2 separate regions of the Sus scrofa genome follow, and region 2 is linked to region 1. The links are chromatin contacts, called in public HiChIP or PLAC-seq maps. All regions are on one chromosome and are shown on one strand. Each heading gives the region's core, a stretch centred on a gene start, on an enhancer-like site or on the middle of the called end of the contact. The rest is flanking DNA. Distances are from core to core; before and after follow the strand shown.

What was found. HiChIP or PLAC-seq counts read pairs in DNA pulled down with a chosen protein or histone mark.
Region 2: a contact with region 1 is called in an H3K27ac HiChIP or PLAC-seq map of alveolar macrophages. The contact joins two enhancer-like sites. A contact is called at or near these places in 3 of 47 Hi-C or Micro-C datasets (embryonic fibroblasts, fetal heart ventricle and fibroblasts) and 1 of 2 datasets of contacts at active chromatin or transcription factors (alveolar macrophages).

What each region holds. Positions count from the first base shown.
Region 1 is chrX:18,160,054-18,164,608 of Sscrofa11.1, forward strand. SMS (spermine synthase) reads left to right here. Exons shown (of 11, transcript XM_021079653.1): 8 at 59-173; 9 at 1,395-1,474. Among named protein-coding and RNA genes, the nearest start is that of PHEX, 41 kb to the right of the region's middle. Within about 2 kb of position 2,153, at least 1 of the 83 cell types and tissues checked has an H3K27ac peak or open chromatin away from gene starts, as enhancers often do. A contact at or near this core is called in alveolar macrophages, where this site is marked.
Region 2 is chrX:18,304,786-18,309,340 of Sscrofa11.1, forward strand. All of the region lies in intron 12 of PHEX (phosphate regulating endopeptidase homolog, X-linked), which reads left to right. Among named protein-coding and RNA genes, the nearest start is that of PHEX, 100 kb to the left of the region's middle. Within about 2 kb of position 1,801, at least 5 of the 83 cell types and tissues checked have an H3K27ac peak or open chromatin away from gene starts, as enhancers often do. A contact at or near this core is called in alveolar macrophages, where this site is marked.

The DNA of each region.
Region 1 (4,555 bases), core at 903-3,402:
GTTGAATTACTTCCATGTGTGTTGGTTTACCCACATCTATTCGTGTTCCCTCTGGAAGGTTCTAATAGAAGACTGCATTCCAGTACTGAAGAGGTACGCCAAAGAAGGGAGAGAGTTTGATTATGTGATTAATGATTTGACAGCCGTTCCAATCTCCACATCTCCGGAAGAAGGTAGATTCTGTTTTCTGTTTTTAACCAATGTACTTGATCATGGAATTTATTTTCTTGGCACTAGGTGAGAGTGAAAGATCTTAAGAGCTTCTTTAGGAGGAGTTCCCGTCGTGGCACAGCGGAAACGAATCTGACTAGCATCCATGAGGATGCAGGTTCCATCCCTGGGGAACTTCCCTATGCTGCAGGTGCAGCCCTAAAAAGAAAAAGAAAAAAAAGACTGTCTAGTGAAGTTCCTTCATTTATTAAAAGTAGTTAAATTGAGGGGTTCCCGTTGTGGTGCAGCAGAAATGAATCCAACCAGGAACCTTGGCGGTCCCTGGTTGCTGTGAGCTGTGGTGTGGGTTACAGACTCGGCTTGGATCCTGCACTGCTGTGGCTGTGGCATAGGCCAGCAGCTGTAGCTCTGATGAGACCCCTAGCCGGGGAACCTCCATATGCCTCTGGTATGGCCCTAAAAAGCCAAAAAGGCAGGAAAAAAAAAAGAAGTTAAACTGAGGCTCATGGTGGAAAGATGGCTGGATTTGGCTTTGGTCAAACCCTGTTCTGTCACTAAATGAGCAAAATTAACTCTTTTGAAACACACATGAAATAAAATGACTCGTAATCATACCATTGAGACATTAGCATGTTTGCTAATTTATTTACATGATGTAGTTTTTTTTTTTTTTTTTAAACCTGTGCCACGATAACATGGTGACCTTTCTAAGCAATACCACAGGCAATCTCCCTTCTCAGACCACATACTTGAAATCACTGCTAGCTTAGGATTTCAGTGGTAATGTTTTTTCAATTACCTCTTCCTCCTGGTGGATTTCCAGGCTGGGTTCCCACATGAAGACCCTTGCTGACCGTCTTGGTTTCTCCCTTGGGATGTTGCTTTCCCCCTTACTTAAAGCTCTTATCTTTCAGATTTCAAGCACTGCCTTTGGTTCAAATCTTCATGGGTATTGTGAGAGCAGTGCTACCACATACGTGCACATTTGCTCTTGATTTGGTTTGTATATGTGTGTATGTGCATGTGTGTGTAAGACACAAAATAGATGACCATATATTACTATTCACAAATAAGCCCTGGAATATTGAGCCTTAAGCTCATGGCTATTTCTTTTCTTTTTTTTTTTTTGTGGTATCATTGAATATTAATGTGAATATTTGACTTCAGATGATTCTGATGCATGTAATCCCATATTTATAAAACTTATTTTTTTTAACATCCAGATTCCACGTGGGAGTTTCTCAGACTGATTCTTGACCTCTCAATGAAAGTATTGAAACAGGATGGAAAATATTTTACACAGGTATAGGCTACTTAGCTGTTTTTTTTTCCCCAAAAAACTCTCAATAAGAATTTTATATTTTGTGCTTCAAACAACCAAAATACCTAGAGAGATACTGACATAAAGACTAATGGTAGCATTAACTATGTAGTTACTTGTAAAATTAAGACTTAATGAAGGTTAGGATGAGTATAGGATGTAATGGCTAAGCACTCTGACAATGTAGGAATGGTACAAGGACCAAAAATTATGGCAAGTGAGGGCGAGTGGACAAGCATGTGCAGGATCTTGGATGTATTTTCAGTAATAAATATGGGCAGTGATGGTATTAATATCACTATTCTGAGGTAATATTTGTAATGTGGCATAAAGCATTTGAGCAGTTAGGCAGATTAATTCTATCATGCCCAGCATTCTCAGTATAAAAGAAAGTAGTTGAAGGTGTAATATAGAAGTAGATAAATAAAGCCTCAACTGTACTGAAAAAAAGAATTTTATATGTTGAAATTTGAATGTGTTTTCTTGAAACTTAAATCTGTTAAGGATAGAACGGCATAATTAGATTATGTTCTCTCAAACAGTAAGTTTGTACATAGCTGACCCGTCATCTTTAGGAAATTCTGCTGTTGGGGAGTTCTGTTGTGTCCTGTTACCAAAACTGTTAGCAAATTTGGGTTTGGCTGTAGTATGAGCTGCTGCCACCAGATGGAGACACAGACCATGATTTTTTTTTTCCCCCCTCTTCATTGTCTGGGAGGTTTCTTAACACAGTGTAAGATTTTTTTTTTTTTTTTTTATTGTGTAACATAGGAAAAAATAATTTAAGTCAATACATTTTTAAGGAATTTCACATGTTCTAATTCTTCCACTGCCAGTCACTGTAGTTTCTCCATTGTTTTAAGTCATAATCCTCAAGACAGCCCTTTCAAGCAGAATTCTTGTTCAATCCACAGTTGTCATGTCAGGCAGTCCACAGTTCTGTTAGTTAAGCTTCTTTGATCTACAGTGGAACATGGACACACTTGAAAATTCCCCACCTGTAATCTTTGGGATTCTAGGGTATTCTTAGTGGAAAAGCCATCAACATAAATTTCAGAAAACTGCTTTGGCTGTAGTATGAGCTGCTGCCACGAGATGGAAGCAAATTGTGTTTTCCTCATTTTCTAGAAAGCTTGAAGTTAGTATTTTTGACCCTTAACATTTTGAGAATGACAGCAAAAGCAGCTAATTGACCATCAATGTCTTGGTACAAAAATCTCTTGATTCACAAGCAGAAGATAAACACTTAGCATTGTACTCTGGTCCCTGTAATTTTTGAGTATTTTCAGGAGAATTCTACCTCCCCCTCAACTCCCCCCCCCCCAAGTATTAGTATATTTAAATGTCAAGAACTGCTAGAAAGGTCCAAACTTTATTCTCCCCCAGGATGAAATTAACACCCTGCCCCTGGGAGGCATTTTTAATGCAGGCCACAGTTTGTGAGACATTTGAGATCAGAGAGTCAAAATGCCCAGGACAACTTGATTTAGTTTCCAGCCCATTTTGTTTGCTTTCTTCTCTGCCTGTATGCAAGACCCCCACATGTGGCCATTTCCTACCTCGCCCTTGGTGAAGTATGAAGCTTTAAGGGGAACAGACAACTGTCTGTGAGGGGACTTTTTTTTTTTTTTAAACAACTGATGTTTAAGAATGATTTTTTAAAAACACATTTTAGAATTGACTTTTTAAAAGCCAGGGGTCTGTAAACCACAGGCCAGTTTGCACCTACTGCCTGTTTTTGCTATTTTCTTGGCACACAGCCATGCCTGTTCAGTAGTGTGTCTGTGGCTACTTTAGGGCTCCATCTGCAGTATGGGGTACTCATGATGAAGACTGCATGATCTGCAAAGCCTGAAGTATTGCCTGTCTGGCCCTTGACAGAAGTTTGCTGACCACTGGTTTATAGGAACTCTGTAAAAGTGGGCTTATTCTTGTAAAAGCAACCCAAATTCAGTGAGTTGGGTTTTTCATGAGTGACTATTTCTTAAGCAGAACATGTATTGATAGAATTTGGTTCTTTCTATGTTTCTGCACGTAGAAATCTCAGGGAGCTTAATTAAGTTAGGGAAGAATGTGAGGCTCTGGCATCTTTAACCAAAAGAGACTGAAAACAGTTTGGATCTACTGCAGACTAGTCAGTTAATAGTAGACAACAGGTGCAGTCAGGAACCAAGTGTGACTATTTTCTTTTGTTGTGAATATTTGCCTGGTTGACTTGACTGCATTCTTGGAGAACTGCTTTCTAAGTATAGACAACTAAAAGAAATGCTTATTCGACTGATCATCACCACCCATTCATAAATAGTGATCATCAGGCCTTGGCCAATTGCTTCTGCCAACCAGCTTTTACTAAACATGGCATTAAATACGCAAAGCTGTGCTGATTTCTAAGAATTGTCCAAAAGATGTATTAGAACGTTTTTCCCAACCCTGTGTTCATTACAGTTGGAACCTCAAGGTGATCTCATTTTATGATACCCAGGAATCCTGCAGTATGTTGGGTAGTTGTGTGTGCCATGTGGACCAAATGGATATAGGTTTTGAAGAAGCAGTAGTTGAGTTTGACTTGGCAACTTGAGTTTGAGTTGACGTCATTGCCACAGTGTAGTACTTTGCTTAACTGCCAGGTGGTATGCTTAGGAGAAGCCCTTGATACACACCCACCCCCCCTTCCTCTAGCCAGTAGCTTAGAGAATGGAGTAAAGTTAAACAGGAGATGAAAATGTTGTTGAGCCTATTACTGGGTGACTAACAAAAGCTAAATGCTCCTGTCTAAAATTGCTCATATCACAATGGCAAGTTCATGATGTCACTAGTGTCACTTGGCTAGAAGACAGCCTTGTCATTGGGCTCCAGACTTGGGGAAAGTGTCCGGGAGTGTATGGGAACTGAGCTACCAGTCAGGCAGGCCAGAGAAATTTGAATCCGGAGAACTGGTTTTGTGAGACTAGGAGGTAGGTCCTGGGACTTGACCTCGCTCCCTTTTTTACTCCACTCCCCATTAAAAAAAAATTTAGGTCCTTTGAATAAAAAAAAAAAATGTGTGTGATATTCATGTAAGTT
Region 2 (4,555 bases), core at 551-3,050, 140 kb after region 1:
GCACCAAGGATCCAAATAGAGTGCTTCTAAACTGTAGACCAATAGTAGACCATTGTGTAGGAGTAAAAAAGTTTCATAATAGAAGTGGAGACTTGCTAGGCCTCTTAAAACTTTCTAGTACTATGCAACAAGATAAGGGAATAAGTGAGAAAAGTATTAGTAGCCTTGGCGTTTAAAAATAAAGAATGGGGAGTTCCCGTCGTGGCTCAGTGGTTAACGAATCTGCCTAGGAACCATGAAGTTGCGGGTTCGGTCCCTGGCCTTGCTCAGTGGGTTAAGGATCCGGTGTTGCCGTGAGCTGTGGATCGGCTCGGATCCAGTGTTGCTGTGGCTCTGGTGTAGGCTGGTGGCTACAGCTCCGATTCAACCCCTAGCCTGGGAACCTCCATATGCCGCAGGAGTGGCCCAAGAAATGGCAAAAAAAAAGACAAAAAAAAAAAATAATAAAGAATGAGACCTTTCTTGAACCCTAGGGGTTCTGATGGAGCTAGATGTCATGTGGGTAGGAAACACCTGCTACATTCTTTTTTTTTTTAAATTAAGGTATAGTTGATTTACAGTGGTGTGTCAGTTTCTGCTGTACAGCAAAGTGACCCAGTCGTACATATATGTACTTTCCCTTTCTTATATTATTTTCTATCATGCTTCATCCTAAGAGACTGGATATAGTTCCCTGTGCTATACAGTAGGACCTCATTGCCTATCCATTCTAAATGTAATAGCTTGCATCTACTAACCCCAAACTCCCTGTCCATCCTACTCCCTCCCTCTCGACAACCACAAGTCTGTTCTCTATGTCTGTGAGTCTGTTTCTGTTTTGTAGATAGGTTCATTTGTGCCATATTTTAGGTTCCACATATAAGTGATAGCACATGGTATTTGTCTTTCTGACTTACTTCACTTAGTATGAGAGTTTCTAGTTCCATACATGTTGCTGCAAGTGGCATTATTTCATTCTTTTTATGGCTGAGAAGTATTTCATTGTATATATGTACCATATCTTCTTAATCCCTTCATCTGTCGATGGGCATTTAGGTTGTTTCCATATCTTGGCTATTGTGAATAGTGCTGCAGTGAACATAGGGATGCATGTATATTTTTGATTTGTACTTTTGTCCAGGTATGTGCCCAGGAGTGGGATTGCTAGATGATATGGTAGTTCTCTATTTAGTTTTGAGGTACCTCCATACTGTTTTCCATAGTGGTTGTACCAGTTTACATTCTCACCAACAGTGTAGGAGGGTTCCCTACCTGCTGCATTTTTTTTTTTTTTTTTTTTTGCTTCTTAGAGCCACACCTACAGCATATGGAAGTTCCCAGGATAGGGGTTGAATTGGAACTATAGCTGCAGGCCACAGCCATAACCACAGCAGTGAGGGATCCGAGCCAAGTCTGTGACCTCCACCACAGGTCATAGCAACGCTGGATCCCTAACCCACCGAGCAAGGGATCTAACCCTCATCCTCATGGATACTAATCGGATTTGTTTCTGCTGTGCCACAATGGGAACTCTGTACCTTCTACATTCTTGATAGACTTTGTTGTTGTTCTACAGTTGGGAGGCTGAAGTTGGGAACATTCCTTCTTTAGAGAGGTGTTTTTGAAAATTTCCTGATCATAGCAATCACCAAGGATGCGTGGACCAACTATAGCTTTCTGGGCCTCTCCCTGGCAAGGTCTGATTTAGTGGAATGAGGGTGCAGTCTGAACATTTGTGATTTTAAACAGTCTCCTTGGTGATTCATGTCCCTAGGCAGACCTCAGGAGCATTACTTAGGCTCATACTGAGTCATGCTGAGCACAAGTATTTTTGCCCAACGGTCAAGAAACAAAAAGGGAGAGGATTTTCAGAGCAGGGAAGCTCCTCTGTATGATACATATTGTTATATACATATTGTTATATATGTGTCCAACATCAAGAGTGAACCTGAGGTAATCTGTGGACTTGAGGTGCTAACAGTGTGTCACTGTAGGTTCATCATTTGTAACCTATGTCCCACTCTGGTGGGGGGTATAGGTAATGGGGACATTGTGCATGTGTGGGGGCCAGAGGTCTGTAGAAACTCTGTACGTTCTTCTCAGTTTTGCTGTGAACCTGAAACTGCTCTAAACAATAAAGTCTATTAAAAAAAAAAAAGAGGGCAACAGTGCTTAGCCTTGTTGAAATGGGAATTTGCAGAGGTTTAGCATGGATATTTTCCAGAGCTTTAATACTCCCGAGATGCATAAACATTGCCGTAGATATTTATGTCAATAGACATGAAAAGGCTGTTCCATGTTTAAAGCGAAGAAAGAACTTGGGTGGCAGGGAGTGGGGGTGTTGGAGGAAGACAAAGGGGAAGTTCTATTTTTTTCTTCCCCCTTGAGAGTCTGTCAAAGCTTTCGTAAGTCACATACAGCTTAAGCTGATGAAGGCAGGAGCGCAAGAGCTGCGATGAGAAGCTCTCCAGATGGTGGATGAACCACTCCGCACCAACATACTGTCATTGTCTTTGTTGTTTTGAAGGCTTCGTTTTATTTGCGGGGCTGGCTTATAGTATCTGGAACAGAGCATGTCTTGCGCCAGGCAGTTAAGAGCCCAGTACACTGGGGGCTCTTGACTCTAGCCTGAATCCTTGTGGACTGAGGGCCGCGGATGTGGAGGGTGGGGTGGAGTGGTGAGGGGCGTGTGCGTGTTACGAATGGGTGAATACCAGAGGCATACTCTGAGGACTCTGTTCAGGTCTTTGGAGAGTGTGGCTGGCGATCGCCTTAGGTGGATCTTCCGGGTTGTCTAAGGGAGTGGGTGCCTTCTAGGCAAGTAGCCATGGGTCCTTCTTGAAGGAGGATTATTCCCAGTCCTTCTAATATTAGACACCTTCTTCTTTACTCCTGAGTTGCTCTCCAGTCTTATATTTTATTTCAATGAGAGCCCTCACTTTTTCTTCTAAAAGTACTCTTTGAACACTCTGCTGTCTTTGAGCTGAGTTCAACCTGCCAGGAACTCAAACTAGTTCCTTGACAGGTGCAGATATCAAAGGTAGTTGTTCTGCTGGATCTCACCAGGTTCCCTGAGTATATCTTGCATTTCAGAGTTCAGAGCAGCTCCTTTCATGAAAGACAAGAATGAGGGAATGTTGTCCAAGAATTTCTAGCAGTTCTCCAAAGCCATTGGGGCCCTGGACCCCAGAAGATACAGATTTTCTTTTGCCAAATTGAATGAACTTGCAGATCTAGAAATGACCTCTGGGTGGAGCTCGTAGCACTCACAAAGACAGCATTTAGGGTGCTGAAGGCTTTTATGCAGCTTTCTGCCATGGGGTTGTTTTTTGAAAAATTATTATTTTTTCTTGCCCTTTTTCTGTGCTGTCCTCGATTTGATTGCCTTTTAATAGTCAACAAGAAAGGAGAGGCTCTGCCTAATAATTCCTTGAATCGTAGATGGAAATCTCTGGCTATCTTAGGGCTTTGTCTTTCTGATACTAAGTAGCCCCTGCATTAAGACAGGATTTGCCTGCATTCGAAGTGGAGGTGAATAATTTGCCGGCTCTTCCTGGTATGACTTGGCACTGTTCTTTGGGCATGTGTTGGGTGCAGTATATCACCCAGGCAGAAGATTTCTCATCAATAATAGTGCCCACACTGGGCCAGTGCTGAGTCACTTGGCAACCCATTGGGAAAGCTGGAAAAATGTTCCGATTTGTGAGGGGGAGAAGCTTTTCTTTCCCTCACTGTCAGGCTCTGGACTGCAGCTAGTTACAGTGCCTCCTAAGGGCTCTCGTCCTCAGCATTCCCAAGTGACCTGCCTCCTGGACTGGGAGGGTCCAGATACCTGCAGTGAGCTAAGGTCCAATACCTTGGCTTTTGTGTTGGTTACTCTGGTCTCAGAATGGAATGTGGGGATATGGCTCCGTGGTGCTCTTTGCTATGGGTGATCACCATCAAAGATAAATAAGGATGCATCTGTTCCTGTGAATAAAGGGTAAATTTGTTACCTCTATCTCCTTGCCTTTCTCCTCTCGTGTCCCAGGAGGTCATGAGTGGTTTTATATTGTGAAACCAGCAGTGTAGGTTTCAACTGGAAATTTAGCATGGGGAAATCAGCATCATTTTTGGTTTAGGATTCTGTGTTCCCTGCAAGCATATGCTCTTATTATAAACAAGCAGCAAAGGACAGGAAGCCTATTATTTTTCCCAGCTATCATAGCTGTTGAATGAGTGTAAGTGATACAAATTATTTTGGGAGGTGTCTTCTGGAAGATTTGCCTTTTTCCATAACAGAGTAGGAGGATCTCAAGGTCACTACACTACATAATGATTGTGAGGCCTAGTGGGAAGGGACGCAGCACTGCCTTGGGTTGCTCTGGTGGCAGGAGCCAGGCTTACGCTCTGTGTCAGACTAGGAGGAACTCGGCTGGTACCCAGCTGGATTCAGTTCTGTAGCCAAAAGCTGAATCCTTGGAGTTGCTGTTGTGGCTCAGTGGAAACGAACCTGACTAGTACCCATGAGGTCTTGGGTTTGATCCCTGGCCTCGCTCAATGGGTCAAGGATCTGGTGTTGCCATGAGCTGTGGTG